3 separate regions of the Gossypium arboreum genome follow, and all the other regions are linked to region 2. The links are chromatin contacts, called in public Hi-C maps. All regions are on one chromosome and are shown on one strand. The core of a region is the stretch at or near the end of the contact, and the rest is flanking DNA. Distances in the headings are between cores, read along the strand shown.

What was found. Hi-C and Micro-C count contacts between places; a contact is called where the count stands out from the background.
Region 1: a Hi-C map of leaf shows a contact between it and region 2, with 2.9 times the contacts expected there. The contact joins the promoter of LOC108458341 here to the promoter of LOC108458297 in region 2. A contact is called at or near these places in 2 of 5 Hi-C or Micro-C datasets (both in leaf).
Region 3: a contact with region 2 is called in a Hi-C map of leaf, with 5 times the contacts expected there. The contact joins the promoter of LOC108458290 here to the promoter of LOC108458297 in region 2. A contact is called at or near these places in 2 of 5 Hi-C or Micro-C datasets (both in leaf).

Annotation. Positions count from the first base shown.
Region 1 is chr4:79,712,746-79,717,095 of ASM2569848v2, forward strand. LOC108458341 (uridine nucleosidase 1-like) reads right to left here and starts at 1,774. Exons shown (of 9, transcript XM_017757697.2): 1 at 1,421-1,774; 2 at 899-1,014; 3 at 757-816; 4 at 382-564; 5 at 180-284. The coding sequence starts at 1,541.
Region 2 is chr4:79,977,446-79,982,242 of ASM2569848v2, forward strand. It overlaps LOC108458297, which reads right to left and starts at 1,317. Exons shown (of 12, transcript XM_017757644.2): 1 at 814-1,317; 2 at 604-698; 3 at 472-529; 4 at 124-315. The coding sequence starts at 949.
Region 3 is chr4:80,233,238-80,237,573 of ASM2569848v2, forward strand. It overlaps LOC108458290 (CAAX prenyl protease 2), which reads right to left and starts at 2,383. Exons shown (of 7, transcript XM_017757636.2): 1 at 2,003-2,383; 2 at 1,626-1,685; 3 at 889-1,000; 4 at 433-504; 5 at 141-203. The coding sequence starts at 2,212.

The DNA.
Region 1 (4,350 bases), core at 524-3,023, 260 kb before region 2:
TAGTACTAATAAAGTGATGACCGATCAAGAAAGACCTTAGATTAGTAATACTTTCAAAGAAACACAAGGTCAACTTCGAAAACTTGTAGCTTGTCCTTGGAAACTAAACTTTTCCAAAAAGAAGAATGATAATATGGAGCTTGTAGTAAGAAACAAACTTAGGATCCTTTTGTGCTTACATTTGCTTCAGCAGCAGGATTTACATTTCCTAATGCAAAGAATGAGCCACCAAGTACAACTATATTCTTCACCTTGCTGGCAAAGGAAGAGTCCCTTTTGATTGCCTGGATTTAAAAAAAAAGAGAAACTGTGTTTAAGCACTTACCTGCGAAGCCTATAACCAAAATGGAGGAAATTGATAAGAGAGTAGCAAGGTCTTACCAGTGCCAAGTTTGTGAGTGGTCCAAGTGCAAGTATAGATACTTTACCAGGATATTCAGAAACCTTCCCAACTAAAAATTCAGAGGCAGTCTTATCAGATTTGCTAGTTTTTGGTGGAGATAGGAATATATTCCCCAGTCCATCAGAGCCATGAACAAAGTCGGCAACATTCGGCCTCCCACCCTTTTCCAACAAACCAACCACAATTAGGCTATGGTAAATAAAAGATATAGTAATTGCCCCCCAAAAAAAAAAAAAAAAAAAAAAGGAAGAATATCAAAGCACAATAAAGCAAGTTAACAATTGCAGCGAGGCCCATTAGTATTCCCATGGAATTACATTGTAATTTAGGAAAGGGAAAACTGAAGCATTTACCGTAAGCGGCTCGGGGCTGCCTTGTACTACAGGAACATCAGGACGCCCTGCGATTTCACACTATCCTTTTGCACCTCGAAAAGAGGATAAAATCATGAACGTATTCCAAATGATATGAAAACCAGAAAGGAGAAGCACGTACCAGAAGTAAGGCATTACGAGTGGCATCTTCGGTTTGGACATTGCCAAATATGGTGGTCAAACCTAAGATCTCATATTCTGGATTTTGAAATGCCATAAAGATCGCCATGCTATCATCTGTTAATCAAATGAAAAACGCATCCATACATTGTTCAGGGTCAAACTCAAACAAAATCTCTACATATCTAATCCTGCCAATCAATCAATCCACTCCATATTGTTTTCACTTCCTTGTATAATTTAATAAAAATTTTCCGGTTTCATTATATACATATCAAAACCCGAAACTTTCCTATATAGATCTCATCACACGCCCCTCGAATAAAACTTTTCTATATAGACAGAGAGAGTCAACGTAGCTTTTTAAATCAAACTTTATAGCTTATCCCGAAGTAAAACTCCAAGGACAAATATAAATTGAAAAAGTAAAATTGTTTCCTATTTCATTATAATTCTAGTTTATGCAACTAAATTGACAGCCAACCAGAGAAAAAGTAAATAAATAAAAAGGAGCGAAACTGACCAATCCCGGGATCGGTATCGATAATGAGCTTGTTCCTGTTGGCATGTGAGAGTAAAAGGGCATCGCTTCCGCCATTAACGACAATTCCATCGTGACAATCTTTCTTTAATTCATAATCCATATTCAACGCAATTAGAAAAACACAAAGTGGTAATAATCTAATCTAAGATTTTAATGAATATGGATGTGAATAAAAAAACAATTGAGAGATTTGAATTTCTTGTTTTAATTGTCGTAGAGGAAGAGGAAGAGGAAGAGGTAGGCCGCTCTGCGATGCCAACAGAGAGTCCCCCCAAGAAGAACACCAAACAAAGATGTGTTTTATTTTGGTTTATGGGATATGATGTTACTTCCTCCTTTAATACTAGTTTAAAGCGCCTTAAGGTGGGGGTATGCTGACGTCAGCATAATTGATTTGTAACAGCGAATGGTAAATGGCAACGTGGGTTAATGTGAGTGGTCCTAATCTTGGACCGTATCGTATGGGATCAGAGCAGAAATAATAATTATTCAGAAAAAGGGAGGACAACCTGTTGTTTAATTTTAAAAAAAGTAGTCATTGGTTGGGTGAAGGTACAATTTCATAGACGATGCTGATGATGATGCATCTATTTTATATTATCCTTTATGTATAATCATCAAGATTCATATGTAACTATTAAATTGGAATTGTGACCAACATTTAAATGAGAAAGATTTAATAATTGGGAGATAAATGATCTATATTTTATATGTTGATTAATGGATAAATATTTATTATAAATTTTAAAACTGTTCCATATCTAAGACAATGATTGAATTCTTAACCACATAGATAATTAACAATTTTAATACAACAAGTTGTGTACAGAATTGTTAGGTTGAGAATTATTTATGAGATATATTGAAATTCCAAAACAACTGAATGCTTCAATTTCACAACATTGGCGGCCAAGAAAATTCAATATAAAAGACTTTGGGCACGATAAATTTGTAGACTATGATTTTGCATCATATTTACACAATATAAATTTGTTTTATATAATCTAAAATTGTATCCATATAGTTTGTTTTAATAGATATATTGTATTTGGATTATATAATATATTTAAATAATTAATATTATTATATGATGCGTATATGCATATGAATTTGTATGTGATATTTTTCTTCTGTTTATTTCTATGTAATATTTATGGTTATATAATACGCATATAAATTTTATTTATTTGAACTATTATCTAGAATATATATAAGGTACGAGTTTAGAATAAAATTAAATTGATAAAAATAATTTTTATTATTTATTATATTATTAAATTGGTTTTTGAATTATTTTTATTTTATTATTAAATTTTGAATATTGAAAAATATTTATTAAAAATTATTAGTATTAAAACAAAATCAATTCAGCTCTCAATTACTAAAATAAAATTAGTTAGGCCCTTCCGATAATGAAAACTGTCATTAATCAATTTGATTATTAATAGACACTTACGTGACTGATAAAATCTACAATAACATATGAAGTACCATCCGGACAAGTATACTGATGTGACATTCCATGTACCATATACTAAAAACTAAAATCCCAAAAATTATAAAAAAAATGTATTAAAAATGCACATTTTGTAACACCCCCTACCCGTATCCATTGCCGGAATAGGTACGACGTATTACCGGAGTTTACTGAACATTTTTAGATAATTCTGATCATTTATTATTCATATTTTGAAGATAATCATAACGTCTCTCTATTGGGCCCTTGAAGCCCCAAACATACATTAAAAACTAACCAGAATTAAATCAGGATCATAAAAATTTTCGCAAAATCTTTATTTTCATCTAAGTACTTACCATTTCAATGCTTCTTATAATTAAACATGTTACCATTCAATTAATAGCTTGACACTTGTCTAAGCGTCAAACAACATCATTGTTAGTATACTTGCACATATTTCATATAAATTCAATATTGATATACTTAATTTCTCGACATGTCACACTTGAGTTTAATAATTATCTTTACTTACATAATTTCCTTGTATCAACATATCAAAGATAATCATATATGTACATGCCATGAAACATATCATTCTCTTACCGTTTCTTCATAAGTATATATCAATCAGTTCATTATATCAATATTTCATGCTCCATCATTTCCATATATTTTATGTATATTTATTCCGTAAAATTTATATCAAACTTAACATAAATTATATTCCATGTACTTATTCTTATTTCGCTTATCTATCTTCATAATTATTTCATACAACTATTTTGTACATATGTTTCCATATGACCGGTTCTTGTAAACATTTTACACAACCATTTCATGTAACCATTCGTCATCTGATACATATTACCTGAATATCAATTGTTCAATAGATGTCATTGCGTCTCCCATCCATGGTCTTATTTATCTTTGACATGATGCCATAGTGTCTTTCAACTATGGTCTTACTCATTTTTTGTCATGTTACCATGGTATCTTTCAACCATGGTCTTATTCATTTCATGTCACGTTGCCATTGTATCTTTCAACCATGGTCTTATTCATTTCCCGTCATGTTGCCATGGTATCTTTCAACCATGGTCTTACACATTTCATATCAGGTTGCCATGGTATCTTTCAACCATGGTCTTACACATTTCATATCGAGAGCACACTCCATGAACCTCATCCTTACAAAGGGATTACCAGTCAAAGCTAAATCCTCAGAATATAAACTCATAGAGTATTGTCGGGATTACTAGTCCAAAGCTAAATCCTACAACGACAATTACTCTAATGAGCTTGGATTTGAATTACCAGTCCAGGCTAAATTCAGACCCTAATTTGGATTACCTGTCCAAGCTAAATCCATTTACACGTATTCTTCGGGAGGGCTATATCAGGATAGGATCACCCGTCCGGGCTAGATCCTTTTTACCGTCAATTCCTTTTC
Region 2 (4,797 bases), core at 67-2,566:
ACTTCACTCCGGAAAATTCGAATGACTTCCAGTAATGGCGTGCTGTTTACGAATTAAAACATCCATAAAGAAACAGAGTTCCATAACTATAAGAATATCTTCTGCATTAGACCAGAATGTTACCTCCACCACCCACCCCTGCATCGGAGAGGAGCACTAGACCAAGGCCAAGCACACAAAGAGCAGCACCCCCTAGCTGCAATAAAGAATATCTAGTGCCTATGAAGAAATATGTGAGAAATATTGCCCATACGATGGTCCAGCAGTCCAACAGTGTCACACTAGTGATTGAGGAGAACTGGAAGGCTTTGTTAACTGCAAAAGAAAAAAAAGGGAAAAAGGAATGGCTCTTTTGTCACGGTAATTTTTGCAGTAACATATCAGACATATTCCACTTTCTTTTTTCCCCCAGTTAAGAACATGTTTTTGGGAGATCATGTTATGAGATATTAGTGACTACTACAGACTCACCAAGATAATTCCCTTGAACATCAACAAAGCCGAGGGCGAGATACCAATACCAAGGAATCTGCAAACAGAACAGGATTGAAGTATCAAGGAATCCTTTTGAATATAAGATTAGTGGAGTTGATAAGTGATTACCCTTAGCTTTTGACCCCTATAGAGCAAGATGCTACCATAAACCACAGCTAAAGCGAAGTAAGTGAAGGAAGTCTGAGTGATAGGCGCATCCACACCTAGACAAAAAGCCAACACACTGATGAGCAAACAAAGAATATAAAATTCCAAATTCATCTGAATATTTTTCATAACCAGAAGCAAGTTAAGAGTAGAGGGTTAAGTTGAGCTTACCAAGACTGGCTATCAAAGAAGAAGTAAAGCTCATAAGTGCAAGAACGAAAGAAACAAGTTGGCCCAGAAAAAGTCTGAACAAATTCTTCAAAGTTACTTGAGTTTTGAACCAGTTGCCGACACTACTCCAGCTCATTTTTTGTTTGTCAAAAAAATCGTTTGATAAAATTTGTTCTTCAAGTACACAGATCGTCAAAAAGGGAATGGGGTAACATTCATGTCAACATCAAAGGATTTTAAAGCTTTCTTCTTCTGTTTTTTTCCTTTATTTAATTATTGTCAGGTTTTGTTAAAAGAGATCTGCATCTAGGCGTAGCTACCATTCCAGGGTCATTTCCTTCGTAGTTGGACTGTTGAGACCACGTTCCTAATAGCTTCCACACCTCACCCAACGGTTACCGTTGGTAGTTGAAAGTTATCGTCTTTTTGCTCCCACGTGACACTCTCCACCGTGTCCGATGTCTTTTCAGATCTGATTTAGCTTATGAAGTCATACTTGGCGCCTGTCCAATTCCATTTGTTTTTTTTTTTAATTATATAAGGATAATTAATTTTTAATTTTGATCCTATACTTTTTTAAATTTGAGATTTAATTTTTATATTTCAATTCTGAAATAATTCGGTACCTCAACTCTTATAATTTTATTAATTAGTTGAAATTTGTTATCCCAATTAAAATGTTAATGTTAAACTTTAAGACTTATTGACACTGTTAATATTCCTATTAAATTTAAATTCATTATGATGTTATTTTGTTACATGTATATAAATTTAACAATATATAGACCTGCATTTTAAACTAAAAATAAAAGAATTGAAAATAAAATAAAAATATAAAACCTTTAAATTTCTAACTTAAACAAATAAATATTTAATCCCACATTCAATAATGAATCCCACCAAAAAAGCAGAACACTACGATATACATGTCTACAAAATATAAGAAAATTGGTAATTGAATAAGGGGTTATTTTGTGTGTGTGTGTGAGAGAGAGAGCTAATTGAAGTTGTTTTTAAAGAATTGAACAAGTTTTTAAGTGTATAAGGTTTGTTATTTTATTATATATCTCCGGATTAAAATATGATGCTTCCTTAAATATTATTTGTGATTAATTCTTACTATATATGTTTTTTCCTGTTAGTTTTATAATTTATGTTAAGCAAGTTTAGTTTTGGGGTTGTTTAAGAGTGCAAGTGCCTAAGACCTAAAGTTAAAAGGGCTCAAAAACCATATTTCAAGAATGGGCTTGATGTTAAGAATTCGTGATTGTTTTCTCTAATAATCATTCTCTTCTTGAGAATACAATATGACTTATTATTATACTCAATACTTGTTAGCTTTATTATCATTATTATGTTAACATGCAACATTAATATATAATATTTTTTTATTTATATGTTAAAAAAGTTCTTAAGAAAATGTGAAAAATCAATTAAGTCCCTGTATTAAAATTGCACTCAATTGAACCTCTGTCGTTAACTAAAATAATCAATTAAGCCCCTCCATTAATGATTTCTGCCATTGACTATGTTGACTGTTAAAATAAATCGACAAACCAATTAGATGTTGACACACTTTAACTTTTAGTTTAATCTAATATTTTCCCACAAAAAATCATAAAAATCAGAAAAATATTAAAACTTAAAATCAATATAAACTTATAAAAATAATAAAAATAATAAAAATTGTAAATATTAAAATATATAAACTATAATAAATTATAAAAATTTTACAAAAGTAATAAAACATGTATAAAATATTTAAAATTTTATTAAAACATATAAAAATTCTTTAAAACCCAAAAAAGAGAAAAATATAAAAATTATTAGAAATAATAAAAATTATTAAATATTAAAAATATTAAAAAATCATAAACCTTGTAAAGATTATAAAAATCTAATAAATTTTAATAAATTATTAAAATATATATAATTAATAAGATATATTTAAAATATTACAAAACTTATAAAAATTTATAAATACTTATAAATAATATAAAATTCTAATAAATTATTAAAATATTAAAATATTAAAAAATTATATAGACATAGTCATTTAAATCCTTAAAATCACAATGAACACATAACACCACACCAATCATTGGTAATAGGAATAGTCATTAGATCGTTAAGGTCATTTTCATGTTGAACAATAAGTTCTCGATATTCCAAAAATAAAACAATAATTGAGAGACCCTCTCTTTTTTATTGATAAACTATTACTTTTATTTTATAATTTTTATCTCCAAATTTTTAAGTACAGTAGAGTATTTTAGACCTTGAAAAGTTGAAAATCGTTTGCTTAGTATTGTATGGTATAAAATATTTTTGGTACAATTAGATACTATCAAACTAAAATTTCATTATCCAACTACTAGCATATGTCAATATTAAATACTCCGACCAAGATTTTCGGAACCAAATCGGTGGTTGAACTAGTCAGGCCACAAATTTGACAATTCCACCGGTTCGTCTAATTCAATTAAATAAAACATTAAAAAATAATTGGTTCAACTGCCTGGTTCCAGGTCAAGTGGTCTAATGGCTTTCTCTATACCGACACCCTTGTTGATTTTACTCTAACCAATCCAACCAACTGATCAGGTCTAGTTCAAATTTTTATGATTTTTTTATATTTTTTAATATTTTATATCAATTTTAATATTTTTAATTTTTATGAATTTTATAAGTTCTTAAGAAATTTTATACGTTTTTAAAATTTTTTAATATTTTAAATATGTTTTTGATGCGGTCGTTGAGAGCACCAAAATATCCTATTCCCTGTAAAATAGTAAAAATAACAATAAAGGGGAAGTAGAGTCAAATCCTTAGGGACCGAATTGTACGAATGCTCGTTTCTTGAAATCCTAGACAATTTCTTAACTAAGAAAATCTGCGTTCCTGAAAAATAAAAAAAAACAAAATTTAAATAATTTAAAAATAAAATAAAAACAGAATTTAAAGTTGAATTGAAATTGCGAAATTAAATAAATTGCGAAAATTAAAATGGAGAATATAAAAATAAACAGAGTTTGGAAAAAGGGAGTTTCTTATGTGGCGAGATTCCAACCTCCGGTTGTCTCGATCCGCCTTGAGTTTAATCCTTGGCCTTTAAGTAACCCTTCTCGAGCAGGATAAGCCAATTATAGTGGAAGAGGACGCCTACGACCACCAGCTCCAAGAATTTAGACTTAAGATTTGACGGAACCTGACTCTAGTCGATAATCACTTTTGTGGGGCTATCTTCCACTAGACCATCACTTCTCAACGGCGAATACCACGCCGTTTTGTCTCTTGGATTCGCCAACCTCTGACGCAGAAAGCCAACGAACCGACTGTGCAACCTTCCCAAAATGTACAAAGCGGTCATTCCTTACACAAGTTGAAAAGATCTCCTCAAAATTTGATGCGATCATTGAGAGCACCAAAAATATCCTATTTCCTAAAAAATAATGAACAAGAACAGTAAAGGGGAAGTAGGGTCGAATCCTCAGGGATCGGATCGCATGAATGTTTGTTTCTCTAAATCCTAGGCAGAATCATGCCCAAGAAAACCTGCGTTCCTGAAAAAAAAACAGAATTAAAAGTTTTGATCTAGAAAAATAAAATAAAAACAGAATTGAAAGTCGAATTGAAATTGCGAAATTAAATAAATTGCTAAAATTAAAATGGAGAATATAAAAATAAACAGAGTTTGGGAAGAGAGAGAGTTTCTTATGTGGTAAGATTCCAGCCTTCGATTGTCTTGATTCGCCTTGGGTTTAATCCTTGGCTTTTAAGTAACCCTTCTCAAGCAGATAAGCCAGTTATAGTGGAAGAGGACGCCTACGACCACCAGCTCTAAGAATTTAGACTTAAGATTTGGCGGAACCTAACTCTAGCCAATAATCGCTTTTGTAGGACTATCTTCTGCTAGATCATCACTTCCCAATGGCGAATACCATGCCGTTTTGTCTCTTGGATTCACCAACTTCTAAAGCAGAA
Region 3 (4,336 bases), core at 1,133-3,632, 260 kb after region 2:
ACAGAAAGCTGAAATGAGTAAACGAAAAAGAAATCTCTTTCCAACACAAAAGCAAACCAGAAATGGAGTGGGACCAATATGTACTTAGGAAAAAGATCACAAAAAAGGCAATAACATTTATCAGCAAATTGACCACCAACCTGTTCGAATGAAGAGAAATGAAGCGTATGAACCGAAGATCACAGTGTAGCCAAGCTGGAGACCTGAGAACCACATCACAAGAAACAACAATGTATTAGCATCTAAAAGACATAAAACAACATTCTTGCTCCTAAAACAAGGTTCAAAAGCTTCAAGCCAACCAAAGTTTCTACCTAAAAGACAAAAGCAATCAACCCACTCTACACTTATATTATATAAATATATATATTGTCTTTCCTCTTAAAATAACATTCCAACCATCACATTCAAGCAGGAAAATCTAGTTTGTACCTACAACCAAGGAGGCTTTAAGCAAGCTATAGTTATGTCGGCTGTAGATCTCCATCATATGGTTCAAATGTGCTGCAAGACATTGACAAAACAGAGTTGAAACAGTTTATATGCCATTCAACTCAATATGCAATGTGGCAGAAATAGAAAGCATTATGGTTAAGAAATGCAATAAATGCACAAGCACATAATTGAGCAACACCTGCAAATATGAACAAGAACATGCAAAATTGGATAATAAGATTTTAAAAATGGATCATTTCGTGCCAACCTTATCCTTTTTAACTTATTTATACTGTGGTAAAAGTTAAAAAAACAGATTGTTGCACCGATACATACCACTATATATGCAATGAAAGCATGTCTAAGCTATTACAAATACTTAACACCCAAAGGAAAAAAGATAATAAATCCTCTCATGAATGATCGAACTGTGTTAAACAAAAAAAGACTCACCTAAACTGAAGAAAGTAGGGCAGAGAAAAATGACATTGTATGCTTTAAATCCCCCACAAAGAAGTAAAGGAATCATACATGCTCTAAACACCAACTCCTCTGTCACTGGTGCCTGTTCATTAAAGTACTATTAAGGAATGAAGACTGAAGAAACAGGGAACAATTTCGAAAATTTCCTTCTAATTTTCAATTATTGCTGTTCTCCTAAGAAGGATTGTTAAACATTGAACAATAAGCAGGACATGTAACACAATATTCAATCCATTTGCAAGACTACTTTCTAGAATAAGCAAGCACAATGCAACCTTTTCAACAATAAAATATTGCAAACACACCCTATTTATAGACCTTACAATTATTTGCATTCACCCAAAAGATGAAGAAATTTAAGTGGTAAGCATACTAACCACAATAAAATTCCTCCAGAATAAAACATTGGAAGTTACTGAAGACATCTGGACCGGGAGGCTAAGAAGGGTACTTTTTATACAACCTAACAGTGGCTCTCCCTCTTGATGTCTATGCTCCTTCCACTTATTTACCAATAACATGGACTTGAATATCAAAGATCCAGCATACATAAGAGAAGTCAAGAAAAGAGGAAAGACGATTGCTTGCCACTGTTTCACACATAAAATTGCATTTCAAGAACTGATTTTGAACCAGCAGATCATAAACATAAATAATAAATCCATAACAAAAATGTAGGAAATATACTCCATAAGTATGATTCTTACAAAATGATCCGATCGAATGCCATAAACCCCAAACGAGTAAGATGCCTCCCCACCTGTTATCTACGCATAATCGAACATTGTTAGAATAATAAAAAAAAGGAACAAACGTGTTTTGGATATAAAAACAAATAATAGCACTTTTGTAAAACGCAAAATGGATGATTTTACATTCACATGAAAATGTTAAATGGCTTTAGTTCAATGCATGTTAACAATTCAATATTTCGCTCATCTCTAATTATATATGAGTTCACTTTTTAGCTCAATGAATTAAGTTTCCACTTACTTCACAGAATGACAGAAATCTCAACTTAGTTCATAATTATATAATAATAAATGAGTGAAATAAAAATGAGAGACAAAGGAAATAGGTATACCGGAAGGACGAAAGCACAGAAAATAACGGACGCGACGGAGCAAACGGCGGCGCAAATGAACCGTCGGATCATGAAATTCTCGTAGGATTGGGGAGGCGGGAGGCGGAGGATCAGAGTAGGAGCATAAAGAATAGAAACATAAAACAGTGTCATAGCGATGCAAGCAATCACCGCTACTAGCTTCGATAACCTACCTTCGCTCTCTTCCATGTCTGGATTCGAAGAGGCGGCAGCTAGGATCGCCGGAGAGAGGAAGAGAAGGGGGGAAAGAAAAGCCGGTTCCGGTTCAATATCTTCTCCGTTTGATACCCTTTCAGTGAGAAGGGGCTTCGGGTTTTGACTTGGGGCGGTTCTTGTTTGAGGGTTTTTGGGTCACTTCAAAGCCTCAAAGTAAATTTGGGCCGAAAAGAACCCCTCATTAACACTTTATTTCCAGTCAGCTCCCAGGCGAAACCATTCCAAAAAAATTGATTTTCTTTTTTGAATTTTTACTTAATCAAATTGAATTATTAAGTTTTTTTAATTAACTTGAAAAAGTTATTCAAATTTCAAGTTTGAGTGGATTTAAATTTTAAAATTTAAATAATTCAAATAACATATTAATATAAATGTCTTGTTGTTTCCTTCTAATTTTGAAAATAAAAAATTAATCTAAACTATATAAAAATTAAAATTTTAAAAACATTTATAAGATAATATTTCTGAGACCTAAATAAGTAAATTAATAATTTAACTTTATCATATTAAAATATTTTTTTCTCTTATTGTATTGAAAAGGTTTTCAAATATATATATTTTCAAATTTATGTGCTCTAACATGAAATTAGTTATATTGTAATAAGATTTTTATTTGACATGTTTAGTTTTTTTTAATTTAACTTGAACAATTTCACTCGATTTAATTTGACTTGACTCGAATTTCATTTTACTCGACTCGATTAAGAAAAAAATTCAAATCGAGTTAAGATGATAAAATGAGACTTGTCAACTTGATAACTCGATTAACTTGAAATTTTCGCTTGATTCGAACCAACGCTCACCTTTAGCTGCCATGATAATTTTTTGGGTAAATTACTCATACAGTCACCCAAGTTTTAGCGTGTTCTTATTTCAGTCACCCAATTTTGTTTTTGTTAATTTAGTCACTCTCATTAAGTTAATTTCCTATTTTAGTCACTCCACCGTTAAAATGCACTAGTCACTAGACCGAATAATGACATGACAAACTTTTGATTGGTATGACAACAAATTTAGCCCTTAACATGCTACACATTCTATTAATTTTGGTCCTAATTATTAAAAAAATTCAACAAATTTAACCTAAATGCTTACACATTCCTTTAGTTTAATTTTTATTTTACACATTCTATCAATTTGGTTCTAATTATAAAAAAAAAAAATTTAGAAAGTGTCGCGTGGCACAACTCAATTAGAATGTGCCATATGGCACTTCAATCCAATAAGAAAGTGCCATGTGGCATCTATATGTAATAAAAATAAAAATAGATTCTAAAAAATAAATAAAAATTATAAAAAAAAATAATAATAAAAATGTAATAAAAATTATAGAAATATATCATGTGACTTTGATTGGTGTTAACTGACCGTTGATTGACTATGATCGATATTGGCATGTTTAATTTTTTAAAATTTAATTCTAAAAATTTCACTTGATTTGACTCGACTTGAATTTCATTTCACTCGACTCAATTTGAAAAAACTTCAAATTGAGGTAGGATGTTAAAGTAGGATGAAAAATTGGACTAAATCAAATAAACTTCAAAACTTAGAATTGACGACTCTAGGTGAATATTTAGGTAGATGATACCAAGAGGAGAGCTTATTGAGAACCAATTTGATTGTTTAGAGTTAGTTCGGTGAGATCGAGAGATAAACCGGACTAAATCGTCTAATTTGATAAAATAGTGACCGAGAGGTAAAATTGAACCAATTAGAAGTTTAAGATTTTTAGTTCCCTAATCCATACACTAATCATCAACATGGAAGTCAACCAACCACTTGTGTTTATTGAATTTTTAATTGCGTATTTTTCACTATTTTATAATTTTGTCCTTCTTAGCGTTAGATAGTTAAGTAGTGTAGTTACCCCTTGATTATGATTTGTCGTAATATAATACTTAGTGAGTAATTACATAGACTTCCTACTTGCATGCTTGCTTCACATTAATCACATTGTCCCCGAACTCTCTTAGGTTCAATCATTAGAATACTCGAGATGTTCTATTGTAACACTATAAATATTAAAATTGACCTATCATGCTTGTAGTACACTACTAGATTATTGATTCTATTTGTGTTGATTCATAGCCTCGG